Linked DNA regions of Mus musculus: all the other regions are linked to region 7. The links are chromatin contacts, called in public HiChIP or PLAC-seq and promoter capture Hi-C maps. All regions are on one chromosome and are shown on one strand. The core of a region is the stretch at or near the end of the contact, and the rest is flanking DNA. Distances in the headings are between cores, read along the strand shown. Region 1 overlaps Gm40841 (a long non-coding RNA gene). Region 2 holds the start of Foxf2 (forkhead box F2). Region 3 overlaps 2610307P16Rik (RIKEN cDNA 2610307P16 gene). Region 4 overlaps 2610307P16Rik (RIKEN cDNA 2610307P16 gene). Region 5 overlaps 2610307P16Rik (RIKEN cDNA 2610307P16 gene). Region 6 overlaps 2610307P16Rik (RIKEN cDNA 2610307P16 gene). Region 7 holds the start of E2f3 (E2F transcription factor 3).

Region 1 (3,367 bases), core at 136-2,635, 1.6 Mb after region 7:
GAAACTGATGGGCTGGGTGACTGTACAGTGTCCCCAGAGAAAAATAGCAGCCTTGCAGCATGGATTTAAGTGCATGTGCATGCGTGTAGAGACATGGAAGAGACTGTGTAACACATACACACACAGAGAGAGATATGAGAGAGAGAGAGAGAGAGAGAGAGAGAGAGAGAAAGAGAGAGACTCTTTGCTGGGTTGGGTTTGATTACAAGCCAGTGTTTTCAGCTCCTGCTCAAGACCTATTTCCTGGCTAGCCAGAAAGCTCGGCCAGAGCAGCTGCATATAGACTTTTCTTTTTAACGGCATAGCAAACCCCTTCAGTTTTAACTCCTTGAAGTTCTAAGTGCTCAGCGTTGGGCTAAGGCTCACTGTACGGTTTTGTTTTCTTCTCCTACAGAGCCCTGTAAACACAGCTGTATTCAGTATGGCAGAAAAATTCTGTCCCTTAAATAGAAATGCGATCAATTTAATCAAAATAAATGTATCCCAGATGACTCTGAGGCCAGCTGGATACCACAGGCTTCAGAAGCTAAGCATTCAGTGGAGATGGATACAGTGTTAGATTTACATGCTTTCAAATGCTAGGATCAGCTATGCTTAATAAAGGAAATTCTTTAAGGAAAAGGGAGGGTCCTCCTGGCACCCAGCTATAGATGGTGACCACAGGTGCTGCTGCTGATCCTGGCACTGGGGTTTGTGGCTGTCGAGCTTGCAGGGGTGTGTGGCATGAGGCAGGGCACGGCTGATGTCAGTGTGAAGAAAGCTTGCAGCCTGCTTGAGGCTGTAGGAAGGAGGAGGGTGGCCTCTCATTGCCTCTGTCGGGGCTTGGCTGGTACTAGAAGCTTGTAGATAGATAAGGGTGAGCTGGGTGAACTGAGCTCTGAGCCGGGAGCAAGCAGCTTTCCCAGTTGTCATGGGGGCTCCTCTGGGACGCCTGTCTGGCCTGTCCTCCCACTGTTTGTTAGAAATTCTACAAAGCGGCTCTGTGTGCTGGATTATGTTTGGCCAGCTGTTGGTGCATTCCTGAGGGTGGGGTGGAGACAGGATCTTATTACTGTACTTCCAAACTGTAGATCTATGTGGGGAGAGAGAGAGAGAGAGAGAGAGAGAGAGAGAGAGAGAGAGAGTGTGTCAGGATGTGGTGGGGAGAGGAAAGAAACGCAAGCAAGTCTGATAATCCCTTCTCCTTCTCCAGGTTGTGCTAGAGGAGCATTCAGAAAGGCTATGAAGTGAAAGAGAGAAAGGAGAGGGTAAGGGGTGGGAGCACAGTGGAACAGCCATGAGACAAAGCAGAACTTCAAAGCTGCAGAGACGAGCAGAATGTCAGCAGCTTGTAATTAGCGGTTCATGGTTGCGTCAGAGACTGTATCTCTCCAAGAATAACTGTGTGCTGTGTGCCACAGAGTGCAGAAGACAGTCATAACTAAGTTATCAAGCACAGTTCAAATGAGGGCAGACACATGAAGGCATTTTCTGTTTGAAAATTAAGCAGGGCTGAAGTGCACATCTCACTGGCTGGATTCTGCCTAACTTCTGGCAGGAAATGCTCAGCGTATAGGAGGGTGTTTGTTAGATCAAACAGGGGACCCATAAGCATGCAGACTGAGCATGCAAGCTCCGTCCCTGTAAAATACCGTCCCAAACAGCCCGGTACTGCACTGCTGGGGTCCTGTCTCCGTATATACCCATTCGCTTTTGTATGCCAATGGGAGAAAGTTAAAAGTACACCCAAGGACATATGTCCCCATTAGATTCTAAAATCCCTACTATAGAATTAAAACCTGACTGCAGGTTCTGAGTTGTTTTGGTATTCTTAATTTATACGCTGAAGAAGCTCTTTTTTTGCAATTATCTTGTTGGTAACCCTGTGAGGAAGCGACATACCACTATATGATGTTGAAGGGCACCTTTCCCTTCCATCCCCTGTCTCTGTTATTTGGAGGTGTGGGGCGTTCTCTGGAGCCTCCAGGAGGAGCTGGTGGGAGGAGCTGATTGGCTAGCAGGCTCAGCGTGTTTACTCTTATTTGTTTTCAGTGCTCCTTCGCAGCGTGCATTTAGTATTTGTATTTGTGTTCATGCTGCACAATTACTACTGACCAGCTTTGTTTCTCTGCCCGAAGCGAAGTCAATTTTAGTTCAGCCCCTGCAGTTGAGTCCCTGGACAATATGCACATATGTATTATGTTACCCGTGTATGCACTTTTCCTTTTAAAAACGTGGATTAAGGAAAATTGTAGGCAAGGAGAGACGTGTATATGAAATCAATAGCTTTTTGAATCACATGTAATATAATTTAAATATACTCACTTTAAGATTGCCAAAGCCTATGTTGTCTGAGCCCAGTTAATTTACATCTTCGATTTAGTCAAGAGGTGGAACCTGCCAGATCAGAATGCTGTATTCTGTGCACCCAACAGGGTGGAAGACATTATTTTGTTTGTGTTAGTTCAAACAGCTGGTCATTAATGCAGTCCCCATTTCTAGAGAGAAACGCTGGTGGACATGAATGGCTGTCTGATTAATGCTGCCCCTCGGAGGGTCCTTCACCCAGCCATGCTCCTGCAGAATAATGTAGCATGATGTGATTGCACTCTAACAGGATAGTATGTCATTGTGTCACCAAGCAATTGAGGTTATTATGGGGCAGGGCAGACAGACGGGACAGTGGGGTTACTAGACCGTAGCATTTTTAGAAATACAGGCCTGACCTACTTAGAGTTATTCTGGCAGGCAGCTGCACGGTACATAAAGTCTCCTGATAGGCTGAAGCTGTTGCTAGGGGGAATTAGCATGAATTTTTCCACACAGAGACTCAGCGACTGAATGATAAAAGCTGACTGGAATTAAAGAGATTTGGTTTAGCATTGTACAGATTGATCTGCCTCAGTTTTTTTTTTTTTCTTTCTCAAGTGCCAAGAAAGAGTGCAAAAAATAGAGACTTCTTTTTGTTTGTTTGTTTCTATTAGTTCTTTGACCTTCTCCTTCTCTTCCTTCTGCCCTTCATCCCCAAGAGCCAGGAGGGCAGGAGAACAGAGCAGTTATGAAATTTTGGTTAATCTCTTATTGCTGGGGTCATTGAAACCATGTTGCAAATGGCATGATATTTAAGCTTCAGGACTGCTGGGCGTACCTAGCAGAAGGGCAGATGGGTTTTTTTGGTCCCCTGTGTATCAAGCTGTTTTGGAGTTGGGCATGCATCTTTTATACACTGTATATTTTATACACCCCTTTCCCTTTTGGGCTTGAACAAAACATTTACATAAATTCTTTTCTATCCAAACAGATTGAAGCTTGCAATTGCTGGCTTGTTTAAAATAAGATAGTAAGATAGACAAGATTCCAGATTTAGAATATATATATATATATATGT
Region 2 (3,208 bases), core at 319-2,818, 1.6 Mb before region 7:
ATCCCCACCCCACCCCCAGCATTCTAGTTCTGAAGACCCCAGCGTTGAGGACCAAGGGTGCAGTAGCCCTGGCCCTCAGAGGCTCTCAGAGGCTCCGCTTGCAGCCAGCCTTGGCGCTCTTTATTACCTGAGAGATCCTCGCGGGCGTTCTGGTGCAAGTAGCTCTGCTCCAACGAGTAGGAAGACATGCTGGGGTGCAGACCAGCAGAGGCCGCGGGATTACTGCTTGGCGTCAGGGCAGGCGGCTGCTTGAGGTAAGGTGAAGCGCCAGGCGAGCTCCAATGTGCCGCAGGGCTAGTGTAGGGCGAGTGACACTCAATGGCGCTTGCCATAGCCGGGGATGAGGGCACAGGGCTGCTGCTGCTGTCCGGCCCATAGTCCCCGCCGCCACCGCCGCCACCCGCTGCCGCACCGACGCCCGCAGGACCTGCGGGCACCGGGCAGCTGGCCATATAGGTGGAGCCCGGGTTGGGCGACATGTGGGGGACGTGGTGGTGGTGGAGGTGGTGTGGATGCGCGTGGCCCGGAGCACCCGCCCCTGTATCATAGCCCGCGGGCATCATGTCGAGGCCACCATAACCGCCTTGACCGTGGCAACCCAGAGGCGCCGACGGGGGCGCTTGGAAGTCGAAGCCCTGGGGCAGCAGCGAGGCCCCGAAGCCCAAGCCGCTCACCACGCGATGGTACATGGGTTTGAGAGCCTGGCACTTCCGCCTGAAGCCGCGCGGCCGGCGGCGGAACGAACCCTCCTCAAACATGAATTCGCTGGCCGGGTCGATGGTCCAGTAGTGGCCCTTACCAGGTCTCCCGAGGCCCTTGGGCAGCTTGATGAAGCACTCGTTGAGCGAGAGGTTGTGGCGCACGGAGTTCTTCCAGCCCTGGTAGGCGCCACGGAAAAAGGGGAAGCGCGCCTGTAGGAACTGGTAGATCTCACTGAGCGTCAGGCGCTTGCTGGGCGAGCTCTGGATGGCCATGACGATGAGCGCGATGTACGAGTAAGGAGGCTTCTCCGGCCGCCGCAGCCCCGAGGTTGCCTTCTTGGTGCCTCCACTCCCGGCGCCCGCGCCGCCGCTGCTAGCCGCACTCTTGCAAGCACCGGCCGAGGCGCTGACGGAGTTAGAAGAGGACGAGGCACAGGAGGCAGAGGATGATGATGACGACGACGAAGTGGACTCCAGGGTGGCGGCGGGTGGCGGGCTCATCAAGGCGGCCTGGAGCGCGCCGGGCGCCGGGCTGCACGCGCGGCGGAGTGGGGCAGGCGGCGGGCGCGGCGGGGGTGGCGGAGGCCCGCCCTCGGTGCTCATCTGGGAATCGGGAACGAGGCCGGGCCTGGGGGGCGGACCCCGGACCGGGATCGGCGGCGCCGGAGCCGGGTCGGTCCACAAATCGGGCGAGTGCCCTACTGCGCCGGCCGCGCTGCAGCCCGGGCCACTGCGGGCCAGCGCTTCGGCGTCGCCTCCCTCAGCTCCTCTGGGGCTTCGGGCGGCGGCGGCGGCGGCGGGTCGGAGGCAACGCCCCGCGCATCCCTCTTCCGAGCCTCCGGCCGGCTCCTTGCGCAACCGTCTCCTAAGCCACTGAGGCGACGCTGCCCAGAGCTGGACAGCTGCGCCCTCGAGCCAAGACCTCAGCCCGGACCCCGGGGACTAGCCCGTCGTCTTCTTTCAGGAGTGCTCTTCTCTCTGTCTCTTGGACTTCCTCCCTGGCGCGCCCTCCCCGCGGCAGCTTCGCTCCCTCCCTCCCTCGCTCCCTCCCTCCACCCCACCCCGCCCTGCCCCCTCCTTGCTCCGCGCCGCCCGCCACGGGGAGGGCGCACAGGGCTCGCGTCACTCCTCCCCCTCTGGACCTGGCGGCGGGCTCCTGCTCTTATCGCCTCCCGGACTCTCCGGGGTCCTGCTGGCACTACTAATTCCTCTCGGGGCTCTTTCCCTTTCCCAGTCTGTCCTCTTCAAAGCCGCAGATACACCCGCATTCAGCAGGGAGAACTCCCAACCTTGGCCAGACTCGATTACTCCTAACTTCAGCAATTCATTCTCTGTTCCTTCCAGCAGCCCGTATCCTATCCCAGAAGTGCCCCCAACCTAGCGATCCGTGCCCGGACACACCCTGCCCCTCCTCCACCCCCGCCGGACCCTGTGGGGGCTGAGTCTTGGGGAGACTGTGCCCTGGAAGAGCTTCCTTAGCCACGGTCCCCAGTGCCCGAACTGACACCATCTGTCAACTTCATTTAGGCAGTGCTGCCCTCAGCCACACGCCAGGGTGCCAGACGTCCCAAGGTAACGTGCCAACTCCGGGTCTCTCTCTCTCTCTCTCTCTCTCTCTCTCTCTCTCTCTCTCTCTCTCTGGCTGGACATGCAGGCTTCTGAGAGGTCACAGCAGAGGGCAAACACTGGACGCCCTTGAGCTGTGCCCGGGGCAGTTATGAACAGATTGTCAGCTGAGCAAGGGGTTTGGGTGGAGAAACCTGGGGCCACCTCTTAGACACTCTTTTGAGTCGAATGGATTCGGTTTTTTATTTGCTTCCATTTTCCACTGACTTGTCATTTCCACTTCATGCTGAGAGAGAGCAAGAGAGACCCTGAGTAAGGAGATAGTTGTATTTATTATCAACAAGGAAGGTCTGCACAGCTGCCAGTGGGTTTACAGCGTCTGTCTTCCGGTGCACCCCCCCCCCACTCCCTATGTTCCGTGGCCCAGCTCCCTCCATTCGAGAACACTCCTCCAGTTGTGGCTTATTCCTCTAAGTAAGAGTCGGCTCAGAGAGAGATGGCCCTCGGGAGAAATCATTCCAATGAGACCCGACAGTTAGTTATTGGATTACACGTGCGGGGAAATGTAGTCTGACCCCGGACAGGGGCTGCAAAGCGAGTTGCAAGCTGAAGGAGGCCTGACCACACCAGGGCTGGTGGCCTGGCCCAGAGGGAAGGAGATGCCCATCAGAGTAGCAAATGGTAGGCACAGCACTGCGCCAGCCCTGAGAGGACTGGGTTTGTGTTGTGTACGCAGAAAGCCTGGGAAGATGGGAGACAAGGCAGAGAGGAGAGTGCAGGGCCCAGTAAAGATGCTACAAAGAGCCTGGTTGAGCAAGTGGGGTCTGGCCTCCTGGGGGTGGGGGAGCCTGCACCAGCTCTGTGCCCTAGTGCATGGGGACTGCCCCTGATGGAGACTGTTGGTGGGTCTGAGGAACAGAGGAAAGGGCGGGTGCAGGGGG
Region 3 (3,299 bases), core at 138-2,637, 1.1 Mb after region 7:
CGAGGACTTGCTACATTTAATGTTAGTCTCTCTCTCCTAAAACTACTGCTTAGTTTATCATTTGAAGCTGGTATCCATTGCACACTGGAAATGGAAAGGAAATCCCGTGCACACATTTGGGAGGTAGCTGTGAGTCTGTGTGTATTCTTGCGAGCAGAATGGATCCAGCCCAGAAGTTTAAGCTGTGCAGCACTCGAGAGTGTGGAATTCCCTTAAGATCCAAAGGCCATGGAGTATTCTTCAGAGGACTGCGTCGCATATTTCCTGTGTATCTTGTTTTGTCTGGGGACTGCTCCACAGAACTCTGCCATCTGTAGTGGGTGGCAACTATATCTCAGTCTTGAAGAATTCATCTGTTCATTTTCTTTCTTTCCCTGACTTGATGACACCATTGTGGTTACTTCTCCTCCCTCCCCAATCAATAACATCTCATTTTCCATTATTACATCTTAAGTATATTGCAGTGGCTGCAAGCTGTTACATTTTCATTTTGGTAATGTGATGGTTGGAAAAATCTGTCAGGAAACAGTCGCAGGAGTTCAAGTCCTCTGAAGCTGGGCTGCCTTCCAGATGAGTCTGTCTAGATGGTGGAGGATCCCTACCTGCCCACATTTCGGCAACATTAGCTCGCCAGCCTATACCACCTTTAAGACCCTGGAACTCTGGACAAAGTCACCTGCCCATGTGGGCAGAAGGATCTCCCAGAGCCTAGGTTCCTGTCTCCTCTCTAGCTAATGCTTCTTTGTTCTATATTCCAAAGACTATTAGGGTAGTTTAGATGCAGTGTCTCATTGCTGTTGAGAAATCACGAGTGACGGGTGTGACTGTAAGGTATGATGGATACCTGTCATCCCAGCACTCAGTAGACTGAGGCAGGAGACTAGAAAGTCTGAGATCAGCCTGGGCTATAGAGGAAGATCCCGACTCTAAACAAAAACAACAATAACTCTATCAACCCAAACTACCCAGGGCTTTCTAAATCAATCTTTAGCTAAATATGAGAGCGCCATTCTATACACAGTGACTAGATCTGGGTCACAAGGGTGTCCAAGGGGAAGCAATCTCCCTAAGAGCCATTCGTCATAAAGCATTTCGCTGCTGATATTAATATCTAATGGAAATTCCTTTTTTTTTTTTTTTTTTTGGTTGGGAGAGGCCCTTACCTTTTAATAATGCCTTTTCAGGTTTGAAGAAGTGCATCAGCCATTGCTGGAGCGTTTCTTGTAAGGGCACTTAACTGGTTAGGGGAGGTGTAATGAGGAGGAGTGTGGTTTGGGAGTGATTGGTGAGCACTGCAGAGCTGTGGCTGGAGTGTGGTTATATCTGATCCAGCACTGGCAGCGAGTGAGCTGGCGTCGCTTGTGGTGCTTCTGGGATGATGACTGGCAGCTGGGTGCACAGCAAGCTCACCTTCTCCATTTTCCTTCCCCACTGGCTGCTGTCTTAGGGGAAGAACTGTAGCCATTCATCATTTTGGACATTTAACGGCTTTCTTTTTGGGGGAGGTGTGTCTCTACATTTGCAGTTGAGACAAACGAGCATTTGTTTCCTTCTGCTAGGTGCAGTTTTACACTTCTTTTCACAGCAAAGGAAAACTCTGAGGTGAAGGTTAAGCTTTGAAAGAAGAACGCGAACTGAGTTCGGTGTGAGGCTGGGCTGCCTGGTTGGTTCTTTCCCCTTGAAACCTTCCCTTTCTTGGCTCTTATTTTCTCCAGGACTATTCTATCAATCTTTTGTCTCCTAATACTTACGTCTTGAGTCTGTTAATTTTTTTATGTTAATGATGTAATGTGTACCTCTAGTAGTATCTTGTCGTTGAGTTAGCAAAGTACCACCTACTTTGGAAGCTTAAAGCAACAGAAACGTGTTTCTTCCAAGTTCTGGGAGCAGAGGAGTCCAATATCAGCATCCACTGGGCTGACAGCAAGGTTGTCAGCAGCACAGCCTCACAGTGGCTCGCATCTTAGACGGTGGAGAGCCAAACAAGCTTAGTCAAGATGTAAAAGAGTGAGGAAAGATTTACTGCCTGTACTAGGTAAGGAGAAGCCAGGATTCCACCCCTACCCTCACCCCCAAGCAATGTCCTTTTCCAACAAAGGAAACATGGGGATTTTATTGGGGAGTCTCTGAATATTTACACAGGAAGGCAGTTTTGAGGCAAGCATAGTCCTGTGCATGCTCAGCCTATAAGTGCATTCCTGAGCAACCTCAGTTGAAGGGCATTATTCGAGAAGGCAAGAGAGTGGCGGGTATTTTAGCTCAAGGTCTTAGCAGGCGTGTCTGAAAGATTAGAATGGTGGGCACTTTTGGGTGTGCTCAACTCTGTCAGACAGGTTGTATCTGAAAATGGAAATGGTTCAGTGAACCAGAAATTTACCACAAAGGTGTCTGTCTCACTTGATGTCAAGTAGCAGACCTGGGTTCTCTCTGGGGATTTCTGCTGGCTGATAGCATGGACATGGGCACCTGCAATCCCAGCTTTGTGGGGGATGACTTGATCCTAAGAGGTCCAGGCCAGCCTGATGGTGGTGATGGTGGTGATGGTGGTGATGGTGGTGGTGGTGACTGTGGCTGTGGTGGTGGTAACAGTGACAGAACTGGGACACAGTTTCTTTGGTTTAATCAAGTCTCCTCTCTTCCTACAACTCTTTGGGTATGGGATAGCTCAGTATTAACATTAGAGGGCTAACCAAAGACACTGGAGATCCTGATCTTTGAATCCTAATATGGAAAATAAAACAAGTGCAAATGTCCAGACACAGTTATACTGACTGCATGTAGGAATGACTTCAGTGGCCCCGCATGACCTCGCCTCCTAAAGCTCTTTTTGCTCACACTCTTTTTTTTTTTTTTTTTAATTTTGTAATTATATTTAGGTACAGAAAATTTAGTGTACGTTTAACCCAAGTTAGTGGCGAGTTCTTTAGCCTTTGCTTTTTCCAGCTTGGCAATTCGAGCCACAGACTTAGGACCCAGGATATTGTCTCCCCAGTGGCAACGAATCTTATCATATATGTCATTATAATTGGTCCTAATAGCTTCCACAAGCTTAGCCAAAGCACCCTTGTTTTCTGAGTTAACCTGTGTGAAGGCAACAGTGGTGCATGTCTTCCGCCCTTGTTTTCTGAGTTAACCTGTGTGAAGGCAACAGTGGTGCATGTCTTCCTGTGGACCAGGTGCCCCAGCCTGGCCTTTCCCTTGATGATGCAGTAGGGCACCCCCATCTTTTGGCACAGGGCAGGTAGGAAAACCACCAGCTCAATGGGGTCTACGTCATGGGCAATCACCACCAGCTGAGC
Region 4 (3,320 bases), core at 507-3,006, 1.3 Mb after region 7:
GTGGTCCCTTTTGTACTTTTATGTTCTCTGGATATATGCATTTATATACATTTTAATGCAGCTCCTTCGTACAAGGGAAATGTGATATTTATCTTTCTGTGCCTGGCTTATTTCACTTAGCACAATGAACCCCAGCTCCATTTATTTTCCAGGAGATGCCATAATTTTATTCTCTCTTAGGGATGGAGGAAATTTCATTGTGAGCATGTACCACATTTTCTTCATCCAGTCTGGATGAGGTGATAGAGTAGGCATATGAATTCAGGAGTGTGTTATGAGGCGGAGAGCATGGCCGAACTCCTTGAGGTTGCATGGGGTGTATACAGACTGGGTTTGGTAACAGACCCATGCTAGCTGGTGGCTATTCTTGCCTTCATGTCAGCAGATAGATGTGAGGCATGTGAGCCTAAGGAAGTCACACATTTAAGAGAGCTTCATGGAGTCCTTCCTGGAACAGAGGCTCGCCTTAAGTTCTTGCAGCTACTTTTATCGTATCAAGTTTTGTATCCTAGGTCAAAATAGGTGATGGTTTTTCCTCATCTCAAGGCTTATGGGAAGAAACATTACATCAGACAGTGTTCTAAGTTTCTGGGTGGCCAGTAAGTTCTTGGCAAAATGAGGTTACCCCCCTAGGTGCTGACACAGGAACGGGATCTTCCAGAGATGGTAAAGCACAGCCATTGGCTGGGCCCTCTCATGTTTCTGTCTACTACTGTTCACTGGAAGGAGCCTCCCTACTCTGTCTTAGCAGCCTGTCCAGCTGTGTGGGAGTCAGATTTTCTTGGTTTGCTCATCCTAGTTTTGTGGGTAATCTCATCCAGATGCTAGTCCCTTGGTGGGAACAGAATCTTGGTCCTTCTGTCTGCATCAGTGTGGCAATAGCAGTGTCAAGTATGAGGAGTCTTTCAGTCCCCATAAATCAGGAAATAAATAGCCATCTAGAACCCTAAGCATTCTACAAGGAAAAGCCTGTGGTCTTTCAGCCCTTGCTGTGTAGTGGCTTGCTTTCTGTTTCTGGGCTGGAAAGAGTACCAGGTTCATAGGTGTTGTGGTGCTTAAAGATCACTGGAATGCTGGGTATCACATACAGAGTGCTGGATGCTGGGTACCACATACTGGGTGCTGGATGTGGGTGCTGGATGCTAAGTACTGGATGTTAGTCCCTGCACAGAATGGTGGTGAGGAAGAACAAGCTAGTGGAAATTTGTTGGAACCATGGTAGCACTAAAAAATGCTAGGTGGTTTGTAGGTGAGAAATGCCCTAGCATTTATAACTTTGGACTTTAGGTCTTACTTCTGAATTCAAGACTTTTGAGAGGCATAGCTTAACTAATATTAGCCCAAAACAAAACAAAACAAAACAAAAACAAACAAAAAATTCTACCCCCCCAAAAAAAACCTGTTTGGTTTTTTGTTTGTTTGTTTGTTTAGAATGTTTTATTTAGTATAAACCTTTTGTGTGTATGATGTATGCAGGGGCACATGGGCCAGTCAGAGAACAACTTTGTGGAGTCAGTATTTTCCTTTCATCTCTGCAGGAGTTACAGGGATTGCATGGCAAGTGCCTTTATCTACTGAACCACCCTGCCAATGCCAAAGAGACCTCTTGATTGATTTAGTAATAGCTGCTGGGATAGGTGCACATAGTTAATGTGGGTGCTTGAAAACTCCTGTTACTCGGTCGCTTGTACTTTGCTCCTAAGTGGGTGCACACGAATTGCCCTTGAAGCAGATGAGCTCATGTCAAACATGGTGGGGCTTTCCCTACTGTAGAATGCTGGGCACTCTTACCTTACAGAGAGATGAATCAGTAAGAAACATGCTATGCTTTGCTGAGGATGCTTTCACTAATAGCCAGCAACATCATAAATCTAGAGTCCTCAGAGTCATCCTTCTCCCATGGACCAGGCAAATCTCTGTAATGTAGGGCAGAAGCAAAGTCAGACTCAAACGACAATTACTAAATGAAAGCATATCATCTTAGATATGTGCTTATACTGATCTTAATACTTCTTAGGTGTATTTTTCCTTTACATATGTGTTATGTGTATGTGATTGACTATATGCATGTATATCACATGCGTGCAGTTTCCACAGAGGCCGGAGGAGAGGACATTGAATCCTATGGAGCTGGAGTTGACAGGTGGTTATGGTCACCCAAACATGGATGCTGGGAACTGAACAAAGCCAGCATATACTCTTAACCACTGAGCAATCTTTTCAGCTTCCTATTTATTTCAGTATAGGAGCAAGTTCACTACCTGTTTCCCCATTTAAATCCACATGTGCTATTCCTAACTTGGTAAACATACTTTTTAATTTTAATTGTAAATTTTCGTCCTCTTTATTCTTGTAAACTGCAAAGTGGTATCCATGTGCAAACTGCTACCCAGGAGTTAGAAGCTATATGTTGTACCCCCTGGTATAGTGTGATATGGTTTGGGAGGGTTCCCCGGATGTTTGTGTGTTGGAAATGTGGTGATGTTGGGAGGGGGTAAAATATTTAAGACTGGGGTTCATTGGAGGTCATTAGGTCATTGAGGGAGCTGCTCTCTAGGAGTGAACTTGTGAGGACGTGGGGTTTATAAAAAGGAATCCTGACTATTGATTTTGTGGCATCCTGTCTCATTACATGGTTTCTTCATCTGCTCTAATTTATGCCAGAGTCTCACCAAGGCCATCAAGCAGGGCCATACAGATGTAGCGACCTGTTATTTTTCTAAACTGAAAGCTAAGCAAATCTTCTTTTAAAATCCAGCCTTGGGTATTCGTTGTGACCATAAAAACTAAATTTAGACAGTCACTGAATACTCCTGAGCTTCAGTGTTCTCATCTGAAAGGCCAATGCGCCTCTTCCATGTCTGTTAATGGGACCGAGCCTCCCAATCGCCCGGGGGGGGGGGGGGGGTCACAGGTGTGCCACTGTTCCCAAGGCTTTCTATGTGGGTTCTGGGCGATCAAGTGTGGGTTCTCTTATTTTTCTTTTCTTTTCTCTTCCTTTCTTTTCTTTTTTCTCTTCTCTTCTCTTCTCTTCTCTTCTCTTCTCCCCTCCCTCCCTCCCTCCCTTCTCCTTCCTTCCTTCCTTCCTTCCTTCCTTCCTTCCTTGCTTCCTTTCTTTCTTTCTTTCTTTCTTTCTTTCTTTCTTTCTTTCTTTCTTTCTTTCTTTCTTTCTTTCTTTCTTTCTTTCTTTCTTTCTTATATGCAAGTACACTGTTGCTGACTTCAGACACACCAGACAAAGGTATTGGATTTCATTACAGATGGTTGTCAGCCACCATGTGGTTACTGGGAATTGAACTCAGGACCTCTGGAAGAGCAGT
Region 5 (3,017 bases), core at 137-2,636, 1.4 Mb after region 7:
TGTGGTCACCTCTCATCCAGTAACAAGCAGCTGTTTTAAAATAATGCTGTGAGTATGCCTGCCTGCCTCCATTATCCTGGAGCAGGCACCTCTTCTCTACCCTTTTCTGGCTTAATAGACCCAATGCCATTATATCCCCTTTGTATATTTGATTTCTCTTCTAGGTGGCATTAAGCACCTTTGGCTGCTAGGTTATCTCACAGCCCCATTTTATATAGTTAACAATATCATTTTATAAGTGTAGTATTAATTAGAGTCCTGGCCAGTGCCCACTGCAAACCTAGGCTCATGCCATTGGCCATTAAAAACTTCTACACACAATTTGTCATGTAGTTTACAAGGACATGGATTGGTCATCTTTCCATTGCTATGATGACATGTCTGAAAACATCACCATATGAAGAAGAAAGACTTACTTTGGCTTGCAACCTCACTTTTGTGAGGTCACTTTGGCTTGTGAGGTCTCATTTCATGGACACTTCCCTGTTGCTTTGAGCTTATAACAGCAAAATGTATCATGGTGGGAGAGTGTAGTAGAAGACACCTTTTAACCTCACGATGGCTGGGAAACTAAGAAAGATAAGATGGGTAGGTGGCTGGGGTCCCCAGTATCCTCTTGAAGGACAGCCTTCCAATGGGCTAACTTCCTCCTGTAAGCCCCACCTTTTAAAAATTCCACCCCATCTCATTTTGTTCTGGGGTGATTGACCTAGCTTTTAATACACAGGCTTCTGGAGGATTTTCTGGATCTAAACTTCCCCCATTATGTTGTGCTGGTACAATACTGCTGCCCGTTCCCTGTGTCCTTGGTAACTCCAGAGAGCCAGGACCATGCAGTGCAACCCGAACACCACTCCTCCTCACCTTTCTTCTTGGGCGTGTTCATAAAGGTGGAGTGAGCTCTTTGCCTTGCAGAGGGCCATTTGTCCTTTAACCCAGAAAGTGTTTAATTCTGAGAAAGCTGTGTCTTAGCCAAGCTAAACACTTTCTCAAAAGGTTCAATAGCTATGCGTTGGGAGAAGAATAAAGGTGCTCTCATGAGACAGAATTTAGTTAGTTTGAGGACAGAAATTCTAGTGTGCTTTGTTTTTTTGTGTATTGAATAAAACCTAGTGAGGACCACGCTGTCTCGCTCTGCTGTCCACCCTCACCTCTTGCCCTCTCAGCTTGCTAATCTATTGAAACCAGCCTGTATCTTTTCACACACATCCTCTCGTGTTTTCTCACTTCCTATTTTTATGAGAAACTAACTTTGCTGTGTTTAAGGCACTTTAAGACATCCCTCTGTTTCAAAATATCCCTGCATGCATTTGCGCATGGAACCTCATTTCCTGCTTTCATTTTGGTCTCAGTCAGACTGAAGTCTGACTGAAGTTGGGGTGAAAAGTTCTCTCTCCGGAAGTGTAGTCAGTGCCCAGAGCAGCTCCTCATGCCCCTCCCTATGCCCGCTCCCGGATGTGACACTTTGGAAAAGGCAACCAAGGAAAGGCATCTGCTATGGTCTGTTTGCTGTTGGCTCTTGATCTGTTTGTGACCCTGAGCCCTTGATGAATGCGTGATACTTACAACTGGTCCAGGGACTCACTGTATACTTCTAAGTGTCTGCCTCAGGGTTTTAAGGTGGAAAGCTGTAACCTGCAATCATCGTAGTTGCCAGAGATCAACACTAAAAATGAAATAGGAAACAAGAAGAGAAGAAGATAGAAGTGAGGTGCCTTAGGTGTGGTTAGATGGTGTTATCTCATAAAAATTGTGTTTGGTGGCTCTATGTGCATGTACACCTGTATACCTATACTTTCCTAGGGCTCTGATTGCTTTTGCCTGAGTCCTTGTTGGTATGTACTTGACCCCTGCCATTTTTGTTCAGGCTTCACCCAAAGTGTCCATGCTTGTCACTGTGTGCATTGTAAAACACATTGTTACTTTGTTGTAATTGCATTTTTAATTTATATGAGTTATGGATCCCATTTATTTCTTTGTACCACTTCCTCTGGGCATTATATTTTCAGTTGCTCTTTATTGTGTATATATCAAATTCATTTTATTCAACTGCTCATGGTATGGTCTACATTTTATTCATATTCTCCCCCAGGGAGAGTCACATTTTCTCTGTATCATGTTCCCAAAAATATGACTGCTACAAGAAATTTTAGATAGATCCCTCATTGGAGAACACCAAGGAGTGGGTATTTTGGATCTAAACTAATGCATTTACTGTATCTTAGGGTGCAAAGACAGATGGTGGCATGTTCGCTGGGTAAGTTTATAAAGTTTTCTTAGACCCCTCACCAGTACACACCATGCCAGTTTGAGTGTTAAATACCCACTTTCCCCACCAGCCCAGGGCATTCTTAAACCTCCTACTTTTCCCATTTTCTAAGGTGAATGTATTTGTTTTAATTTGCTTTGATTATTGATGAGTGGTTTCCTTAGACGATCATTTCTTCTATAAATTTTCTTTCACAATTATTTAAAAAATTTCCACTGAAAGTGTACTTATATTTTTTTTCCTATTTATACATCGGTACCTTTTATATACTCAGGGAGGCCTTGCGTGATTCTTCCCCATGGCAAGCGTATCTTCTTTTGATTCTTCTCTGTGAACATTGGTAACTCTGTGTGTGTGTGTGTGTGTGTATTTCTGCCAAGGCTTGCAGGAGGAGGTCAGAGGATAACCTTGGGTGCCATCCCTTCTTTGAGACTAACTGGGAATGCCTGGCTAGCTGTGGGTTTTCCTGTCAGTGCCCTCTGTCTCTCCTTTAGGAGTGCTGGGCTTTACAGAGTGAACTGCTTTTATGCAAGTTCTTGAGATTTGAACTCAAGTTCCCAAACTTGTGTGGCAAGTTCCTTTACCAACGGAGCCATCTTTCCAGCCCCATTATACTGTTTATTGAAAAGAACTCTCCAATTTTGATGCAATTGCATTGCATTGCATCAACTATCCATTGGTATTCACTTTGTTCTGTTAAAATAAGAAATCCATGGTAGGTAGAACCAAGGTTCATTTTCCATAGGCA
Region 6 (3,164 bases), core at 195-2,694, 1.4 Mb after region 7:
ATGTGGGGATATGTGCAGCTTAGTAGGTGGATGGTGGGCTGAGAGAAGAAATATTCAAAAGTAGAGTGCATATATACTTTCTCTTGTCTCTGTATATCCACTGGGTCCGTTTTAGGAATCTCATTGTAGGTTCATGATGCATAATAAGGTTTCTCTTCTCAGAAGACGAATTGTCACTCCTGATGCTAGCAGGTGTGGCTCTCCATCCCATTCTCCAAAGTTGTGGAAGAACGTGGACGGATTCTGATCCCGACCATCTTAGTCCTACTTTGCCTTCTGGCGTCCTTCTCCTTCCTCTTTTTTTCCTCTGTATTTCCACCTCCCTTCCTTCCCTTGAAGTCTTTTCTTTCTTCTCTTCCTCTTATACTTATATGGCCCGTAACGTTGGCCACTGCAAGCTCTTTAAAATGTTCAGTGGCATTAAGTACTTAACATTGTCATGGAACCAAGCATTGTCCCTGTCCTCCCCATAACTGCATCTCTTTCACGATAGAAACTGTTAAACATTAACTCCCATTCCCACTTGACCACCAGGGCCCGAGGCCAACCATTCTTCTCTTTGTCTCTGAAATTAACTACATTAGTTATAGAAGTTGAATGATGAGCCCTTTTGACTCTATGTGCGTGTGTGCATGTGTGTGTGTGAATTATGTATATGTGTATGTGTGCCTTCTGTGAGTGTGCAGGAGCCCACAGAGGCCAGAAGATGGTGCTTTATTTCTGTGGGTATTACAAACACATGTGAGCAGCCCAGTGTGGCTGCTGAGAACTGAACCCGAGTCCTCTGCAGTAGCAACAAGCATATGTGTGAGTGCTTACCTGTGTGGTTTTATAAAAGAAGGATCATTGCAAATCCTTTTTTCTTTCAAGTTGTTCTCTCATGTGGCATTTTAGCTGTCATAAATCTATAATCTGAACTTTTAATACTTGATCAGATGCATTGTTTGTTAATGTTTCTGTTTTATCCTTGGTTACCATTCCACATGGTTACAATTGTCTTTTGATGAAGAAAGTTTTAAATTTTCTTTCATGAAGTGCAATTTGTCTGTATTTGTTATTGCCAGTACTCGTGCCTGTGGTGTCATGTCTAAAATATGCTTTCCAAGTTCAACATCATAAAGATTTGGTTGGACTTTTTCTTGAAAGGTTTAAGTTTGTGATCCATTTTGAGTTAATTTTCATCCATGCTATTAGACAAAGGTTGTATAAGGTTCTTTTGGATATTCATATCCAGTTTAGATCATTTGTTGAGAATGGTCCTTTCTCCATTGAAGGGAATTATCATTTGTGTTAACAACCATTTGACCAAATACGTAAGGAGTGGTATGAATGTGAAATGTGCCATAACGATTCAGGGGTTTGCCACTTGGTCCTCAGCTTGTGTCTCTGGTTGGAACATTGTAAAACTGTGTATAGGCAGAGCATTGCTGGAGGAAGTAGGTATCAAGGAGCAGGCCTTGAGGCTTTATAGCCAGCCACACTTCCTGTTCAGCCTCTGCTTCCTGACTGAGTATGCAAGGTGGTCGCTTCAGCCCCTTGCTACTTCCATGTCTTTCCCAGCATAATGAATAATCTCCCATAAGCTAGGACCAGCCCTTCTCCCCTTAAATTGTGTCTCCCTGGGTATTTGGTTACAAGGAAAGCAAAGATATATATCCTCAATCAACTACTCTAGCCAGCCAGGTTGTTCCAGATACCTGTTTCTGACTTCAGCTGGGGTTATAGGCATTCTGCTATGCCCACCCAATTTTTATGTGTTATCTCTCTTAGTTAGGGTTTTCCTGCTGTGTACAGAAACCACAACCAAGTCAACTCTTTTAAGGATTACATTTAATTGGGGCTGGCTTACAGGTTCAGAGGTTCAGTCCATTATCATCAAGGCAGGAACATGGCAGTGCCCAGGCATATATGGGGCTGGAGGAACTGAGAGATACACCGCTTATTCAAAGGCATCTTGCAGAAAACTGCTTTCCAGACAGCTAGGATGAAGCTGTTAAAGCCCACACCCACAGTGACACACAGGGACACACCTATTCCAACAAGACAACACTTCTTAATAGTGCCAATCCTTGGGCATTTACAAACCACCACCATATCTTAATCAGTCTTCTATTGCTGAGACAAGATTCCATGACCATAGCAACTGTTATAAAAGAAAGCAAATAATTGGGACTGCCTCATGGTTCAGAGGTCTACCATTATTATCATGGCAGGAATCATGGGGTCATGTGGGCAGACCCGGTGTTGAAGTTCTACATATGGATCCAAAGGTATCAGGAAGAGACAGCCACTGGGCTGGTATGGGCTTTTGAAACCTCAAAGCCTACCTCTAGTGACACACTTTCTCCAACAAAGCCATACCTCCTAATCCTATCAACACTGCCTCTCCCTAAGCATTCAAATGTATGAGCCCATGTGGACCATTCTTATTCAGACCACCACATATGAGCTCTAGTCCTCATGGTGAGATAGTAAGCAGTCTACCTTCTGAGCCATCTCACCAGCTCAAATTAGAAGGATCTAAAAGCTTTCTTCCTTCTCAAGATCGCCTTGGTTCTTCCCTGGTTTTTTATAATTGCACGTGAACACTAAGGTGGTTCTGTATTTCTGCAAAAATTTTCACTTGGGTTTTGGCCTAGATTTTGTCAAATCCATATAATGTCATGTATACAATTGATGTCTCAGCATGATTAATCATTCCAAATCCATGAACATGGAATAAAATTCCACTTATGTTTTTAATTTCTTTGGTCAATGTATACAAATCTTCAGCTTAACAATCAATTACTAAGTATTTCATTACTTTTAAGCTTCTATAAATGGCATCATTTTCATAATTTCCTTTTGTTAGTGATCACTGTTTCTGTAGAGAAATATAGAAATGGTTTTTACATACACTTTATTGAATTTGTTTTAACTCTAACAGTTCATGACTTGTGTGATGTTTATTATCTATATATAAGATCCTGATACACTTCTTCTTCTTCCCAATTTGGAAGTCTTTTTCCCCCTCCTTTATTAAAAATGGCTTTTTTTTTCTTCTTCATGTCATATAACCTGTTTATGGTTTTCCCTCCCTCTACTCCTCCCAGTTCCTCCCCACCTCTCCTCCAATCTGGATCCACCCCTTGTCTCTCATTATAACCCAAGCAGGCTTCGAAAGG
Region 7 (3,122 bases), core at 66-2,565:
TTCCCAACTGGCTTCACTGGCTGACCATCAAGCCCCAATGAGTTTTCAGGTCTCATTCTCCCAGTTCTGGGATTAGTGATACACGCGGTCATGCCTAGCTTTTTAAATGTGAGTATTGGGGATCAAATATAGGTCCCCTCACTTATGTAAGTAACTGATCCATTTCTCCAGCCCCACAATGCTCATTTTAAAGATCCGTGAGTATTTACTTTAATATAGAAACCAGTTCGACGATTTCATTTTCCTTGACATTTTCTGATTTCCATATATACATATATATGCATACATTTTTCTCCTCTTTTAAAACATATCGGGTTAGGTTTGCGTTGTAGTGTTTGCTGTTTGCTTAAGAATTTCCTGGCGTATGAGGCTGTAAAGAGCTGAGTGCAGGCAGCTTTCACTGGAAGTCCCACGTCACCATAAAAGCCTGTACTACTTTGGATTACTGCATGGCGGATTAAAAACCCGCGGATCAGTTCTAGGTTAGCCCTGATTAACTCCCCTGGGTGTTTCTGGGCCAGAGAGGGTGCTTGTTAGACTCAAACCTATACTTGTAGTCAGAGTTCACTGAACAAAGAGTTAATTTTTACTTAAATCGAAATCGGGCTAATCATGAAGCTGCCAGGAATGATCTGGAATATGAACTAAAGTGTGCCTGCAGTCGCGTCAGCTGAACCTTCTACCCCCACGGTTCTGTCTGCCCACATGCTTCTGTCTATCAGCCTTGGCCTCCGGATCCGCTCTCACGTCATTGGTTGGATTTCAGGAAGGAAGAAACCCAGGATTTAAAGGGCTCAGTTTTCCACCTGCCAGGCCGGGTCCAACTTGCCTTTGACACATATTTAGGGGAATTTCTACCAGTTCTTCATTTACTACACTGCTTGGTTACAGGAAACAAAGTCCCTGAGGGTGTCACCTTGACAATTTCCAAAACCGAAACTTGCGCTCAAGACTAGATCCACACTGAGTCTGCGAGGCAGAGTCCCTGCCCAGGTCATCAGAGCCAGCCCCGCGGGTAGGAGCGAGGGAGGGGCCTGGAATGGGCGTGGCTTTCCGTGGGAGAGTAGGACTTTGCCCCACCTCCTAAGAAGCCTGCTCTGCTTCCAGCCAGTCAGGTTGCTCTATGCAAATAGAGCCCGGGTCACCCCGGTAACCATGGTGTATGGCAGCCAATGGAAAACAGCCAGTGGCGACCTCGCTCCAGGATTGGTACCGAAGTAAGGCGACAGGGATCCAATGGACTGTGGGAACAGTCCTCGGCGGGTTGAGGGGCGGAGATATGCAAATATGGTTTGAAAAGCCGGCGGGAAATCTGAGTTTCGCGGGAGGACCTTGGCGCGTAAACCGTATCCCTTCATTCATTGTCAGCAGCAGCTTCCTGGAGCCATTTTTCAGCTGCCGGCCGCAGCACCCGGGCTGCCGCCACCGCCTCGCAATCCGTTGCATCGGCTGCCCCCGACGCCTCCATCCCTCCTCGGGGCCTGATATCCGTGCGGCCGGGACCCTCCTCTCTCCAGACCCCCGATTATTTTTGGCCCCCGGGGCCTGTGCGGTGCGGAAAAATAAAAAGAAAAGAGAGAGAGAGGGTTCGGAAGCGCCGGGAGGGGAGGCGAGAAGGAGAGACTTGGAAACTCCGGCTGCAAATAATAAAAGAAATTGAAAGCAATACGTTAATATATCGTAACACTAAAAAAGAGCAGGAGCGAGAGATGAGAAAGGGGATCCAGCCCGCCCTGGAGCAGTACCTGGTGACCGCCGGGGGTGGGGAGGGGGCGGCTGTCGTCGCCGCCGCCGCTGCAGCCTCCATGGACAAAAGGGCACTGCTAGCCAGCCCCGGCTTCGCCGCCGCCGCCGCCCCGGGCACGTACATCCAGATCCTCACTACGAACCCTTCCACCACGTCCTGTGCCACCTCCCTCCAAAGTGGCGCCCTGACCGCCGGCCCCCTTCTCCCCAGTGTCCCCGGCACGGAGCCGGCCGCCAGCAGCCTCTACACCACGCCACAAGGACCCTCCAGCAGAGTCGGGCTGCTGCAGCAGCCACCAGCACCAGGACGCGGCGGCGGCGGTGGCCCACCGGTAATACCCTCCTCAGCGTCCCTAGCCCAGGTGGGAGGCGGGCTCCCGGGAGCGGTGGCGGCGGGAGCGCGAGGCTGAGCATCGTGGGCCTCGTTGCTGTCCCTTCCAGCGTGTGCTTATTGTTAGACTCGGGGTGCTTTCCTGCGGACGTTGGGAGGACGTGGGGGCCTGGGCAGGCACGCGGGGCAGTGGGGAGTCCCTCTTTGAGAACCACATCCAACACTCCAAAACTTTTCGCGCCCCCCCCCCCTCCACTTCTTTTCCTGCACTTTTCCCTACCCCCACTCTCCCCTCCCTTGCAACTCGAAGCTTCCTCTTTCTCGGGCGTAGGAAGGGGTCACGCCCCGGATGGAGAAGGGGGTGGGGGAGGGAGTAGTGCACTGGAGAGTGGGGGACCCCAGAGGATGTAAACTGGGGGACCCGAGGCGTGCAAGCCTCCTCTCCTGTCTCTGCTGCCCCTGGGCGACTGGGGGTCCCGCAGGCGTGCTCCGAGCGCAGGGGCGCCAGTGCCTGGCACCTTTGGGGACCTAGCTCCAGGCAACAAAGGGGATCTGGGAGGTGGACGGGTATCGCGGTGGGGGAGGTGGAGCTGAGAGCCCCGGTGGGCCAGGGCTCGCGCTGTCTGCGACAAGGGGCCGGCGGGCGGGTGCTCCGGCCTGGGCGCATCTCCGCGGTGGCAGCGGCGGCGCCCGCGTGGCCGGAGCGCTGGGGCCTTGCTCTCCGGGCCCCGGGCCTGCCCTTGACCCGCCTCTCCCCTTGCCCCTTCCTTCCCCGCCCTGTCCCCCTCCCCGCCCCCCCGGCGACGGAGGGCGGGGGCAGCCGGGTTCCCGTCCCGCCGCCAGGATCTGTCCCTTCTCTCCGGGACCCGCCGGTGACGTTTCGCACACGTGCGCGGAGGACGCGCCTGTGACTGGGGAGGAGGCGGCGGCGGGAGGGGGCGCTGGAGGGGGAGAGGGGGCACCCACTTCCTCCTGCTCGCCGGCTCCCAGGCCTGGGACGGTCCCGGCGCCCTCGCACCCGGCACCGCCACCCTCCCTCTCCCGT

Evidence for each region. Promoter capture Hi-C pulls out the DNA fragments that hold promoters and counts their contacts. HiChIP or PLAC-seq counts read pairs in DNA pulled down with a chosen protein or histone mark.
Region 1: a promoter capture Hi-C map of pre-B cells shows a contact between it and region 7, with 4 times the contacts expected there. The contact joins the enhancer-like site here to the promoter of E2f3 in region 7. A contact is called at or near these places in 4 of 39 promoter capture datasets (the HPC-7 cell line, HPC-7-derived erythroid cells, hippocampal neurons and 1 more) and 3 of 115 datasets of contacts at active chromatin or transcription factors (astrocytes, regulatory T cell precursor and thymic regulatory T cells).
Region 2: an H3K27ac HiChIP or PLAC-seq map of embryonic stem cells shows a contact between it and region 7, with 5 times the contacts expected there. The contact joins the promoter of Foxf2 here to the promoter of E2f3 in region 7. A contact is called at or near these places in 1 of 39 promoter capture datasets (embryonic stem cells), 1 of 484 Hi-C or Micro-C datasets (embryonic stem cells) and 2 of 115 datasets of contacts at active chromatin or transcription factors (both in embryonic stem cells).
Region 3: a promoter capture Hi-C map of the HPC-7 cell line shows a contact between it and region 7, with 4 times the contacts expected there. The contact joins the enhancer-like site here to the promoter of E2f3 in region 7. A contact is called at or near these places in 1 of 39 promoter capture datasets (the HPC-7 cell line), 2 of 115 datasets of contacts at active chromatin or transcription factors (embryonic stem cells and stem cell-derived neural progenitor cells) and 1 of 9 other capture datasets (macrophages).
Region 4: a contact with region 7 is called in an H3K27ac HiChIP or PLAC-seq map of thymic regulatory T cells, with 7 times the contacts expected there. The contact joins the enhancer-like site here to the promoter of E2f3 in region 7. A contact is called at or near these places in 3 of 115 datasets of contacts at active chromatin or transcription factors (acute myeloid leukemia, embryonic stem cells and thymic regulatory T cells).
Region 5: a contact with region 7 is called in an H3K27ac HiChIP or PLAC-seq map of thymic regulatory T cells, with 7 times the contacts expected there. The contact joins the enhancer-like site here to the promoter of E2f3 in region 7. A contact is called at or near these places in 1 of 39 promoter capture datasets (pre-B cells), 1 of 115 datasets of contacts at active chromatin or transcription factors (thymic regulatory T cells) and 2 of 9 other capture datasets (adipose tissue and macrophages).
Region 6: a contact with region 7 is called in an H3K27ac HiChIP or PLAC-seq map of microglia, with 6 times the contacts expected there. The contact joins the enhancer-like site here to the promoter of E2f3 in region 7. A contact is called at or near these places in 3 of 39 promoter capture datasets (the HPC-7 cell line, pre-B cells and second pharyngeal arch cranial neural crest) and 4 of 115 datasets of contacts at active chromatin or transcription factors (large pre-B cells, microglia, regulatory T cell precursor and 1 more).

The regions. Positions count from the first base shown.
Region 1 is chr13:28,415,704-28,419,070 of GRCm38.p6, reverse strand. All of the region lies in intron 1 of Gm40841 (a long non-coding RNA gene), which reads left to right. Among named protein-coding and RNA genes, the nearest start is that of Gm40841, 4.1 kb to the left of the region's middle. Within about 2 kb of position 1,385, at least 225 of the 459 cell types and tissues checked have an H3K27ac peak or open chromatin away from gene starts, as enhancers often do. A contact at or near this core is called in the HPC-7 cell line, hippocampal neurons, pre-B cells and 2 more, where this site is marked.
Region 2 is chr13:31,624,176-31,627,383 of GRCm38.p6, reverse strand. Foxf2 (forkhead box F2) reads right to left here and starts at 1,568. Exons shown (of 2, transcript NM_010225.2): 1 at 128-1,568. The coding sequence starts at 1,304.
Region 3 is chr13:28,837,324-28,840,622 of GRCm38.p6, reverse strand. The region is part of intron 2 of 2610307P16Rik (RIKEN cDNA 2610307P16 gene); the gene reads left to right. Among named protein-coding and RNA genes, the nearest start is that of 2610307P16Rik, 46 kb to the left of the region's middle. Within about 2 kb of position 1,387, at least 45 of the 459 cell types and tissues checked have an H3K27ac peak or open chromatin away from gene starts, as enhancers often do. A contact at or near this core is called in the HPC-7 cell line, where this site is marked.
Region 4 is chr13:28,733,562-28,736,881 of GRCm38.p6, reverse strand. All of the region lies in intron 3 of 2610307P16Rik (RIKEN cDNA 2610307P16 gene), which reads left to right. Among named protein-coding and RNA genes, the nearest start is that of Mir6368, 24 kb to the right of the region's middle. Within about 2 kb of position 1,756, at least 7 of the 459 cell types and tissues checked have an H3K27ac peak or open chromatin away from gene starts, as enhancers often do. A contact at or near this core is called in thymic regulatory T cells, where this site is marked.
Region 5 is chr13:28,599,315-28,602,331 of GRCm38.p6, reverse strand. All of the region lies in intron 6 of 2610307P16Rik (RIKEN cDNA 2610307P16 gene), which reads left to right. Among named protein-coding and RNA genes, the nearest start is that of Mir6368, 110 kb to the left of the region's middle. Within about 2 kb of position 1,386, at least 89 of the 459 cell types and tissues checked have an H3K27ac peak or open chromatin away from gene starts, as enhancers often do. A contact at or near this core is called in adipose tissue, macrophages, pre-B cells and 1 more, where this site is marked.
Region 6 is chr13:28,540,106-28,543,269 of GRCm38.p6, reverse strand. All of the region lies in intron 7 of 2610307P16Rik (RIKEN cDNA 2610307P16 gene), which reads left to right. Among named protein-coding and RNA genes, the nearest start is that of Gm40841, 120 kb to the right of the region's middle. Within about 2 kb of position 1,444, at least 4 of the 459 cell types and tissues checked have an H3K27ac peak or open chromatin away from gene starts, as enhancers often do. A contact at or near this core is called in the HPC-7 cell line and microglia, where this site is marked.
Region 7 is chr13:29,984,256-29,987,377 of GRCm38.p6, reverse strand. E2f3 (E2F transcription factor 3) reads left to right here and starts at 1,315. Exons shown (of 7, transcript NM_010093.3): 1 at 1,315-2,078. The coding sequence starts at 1,710.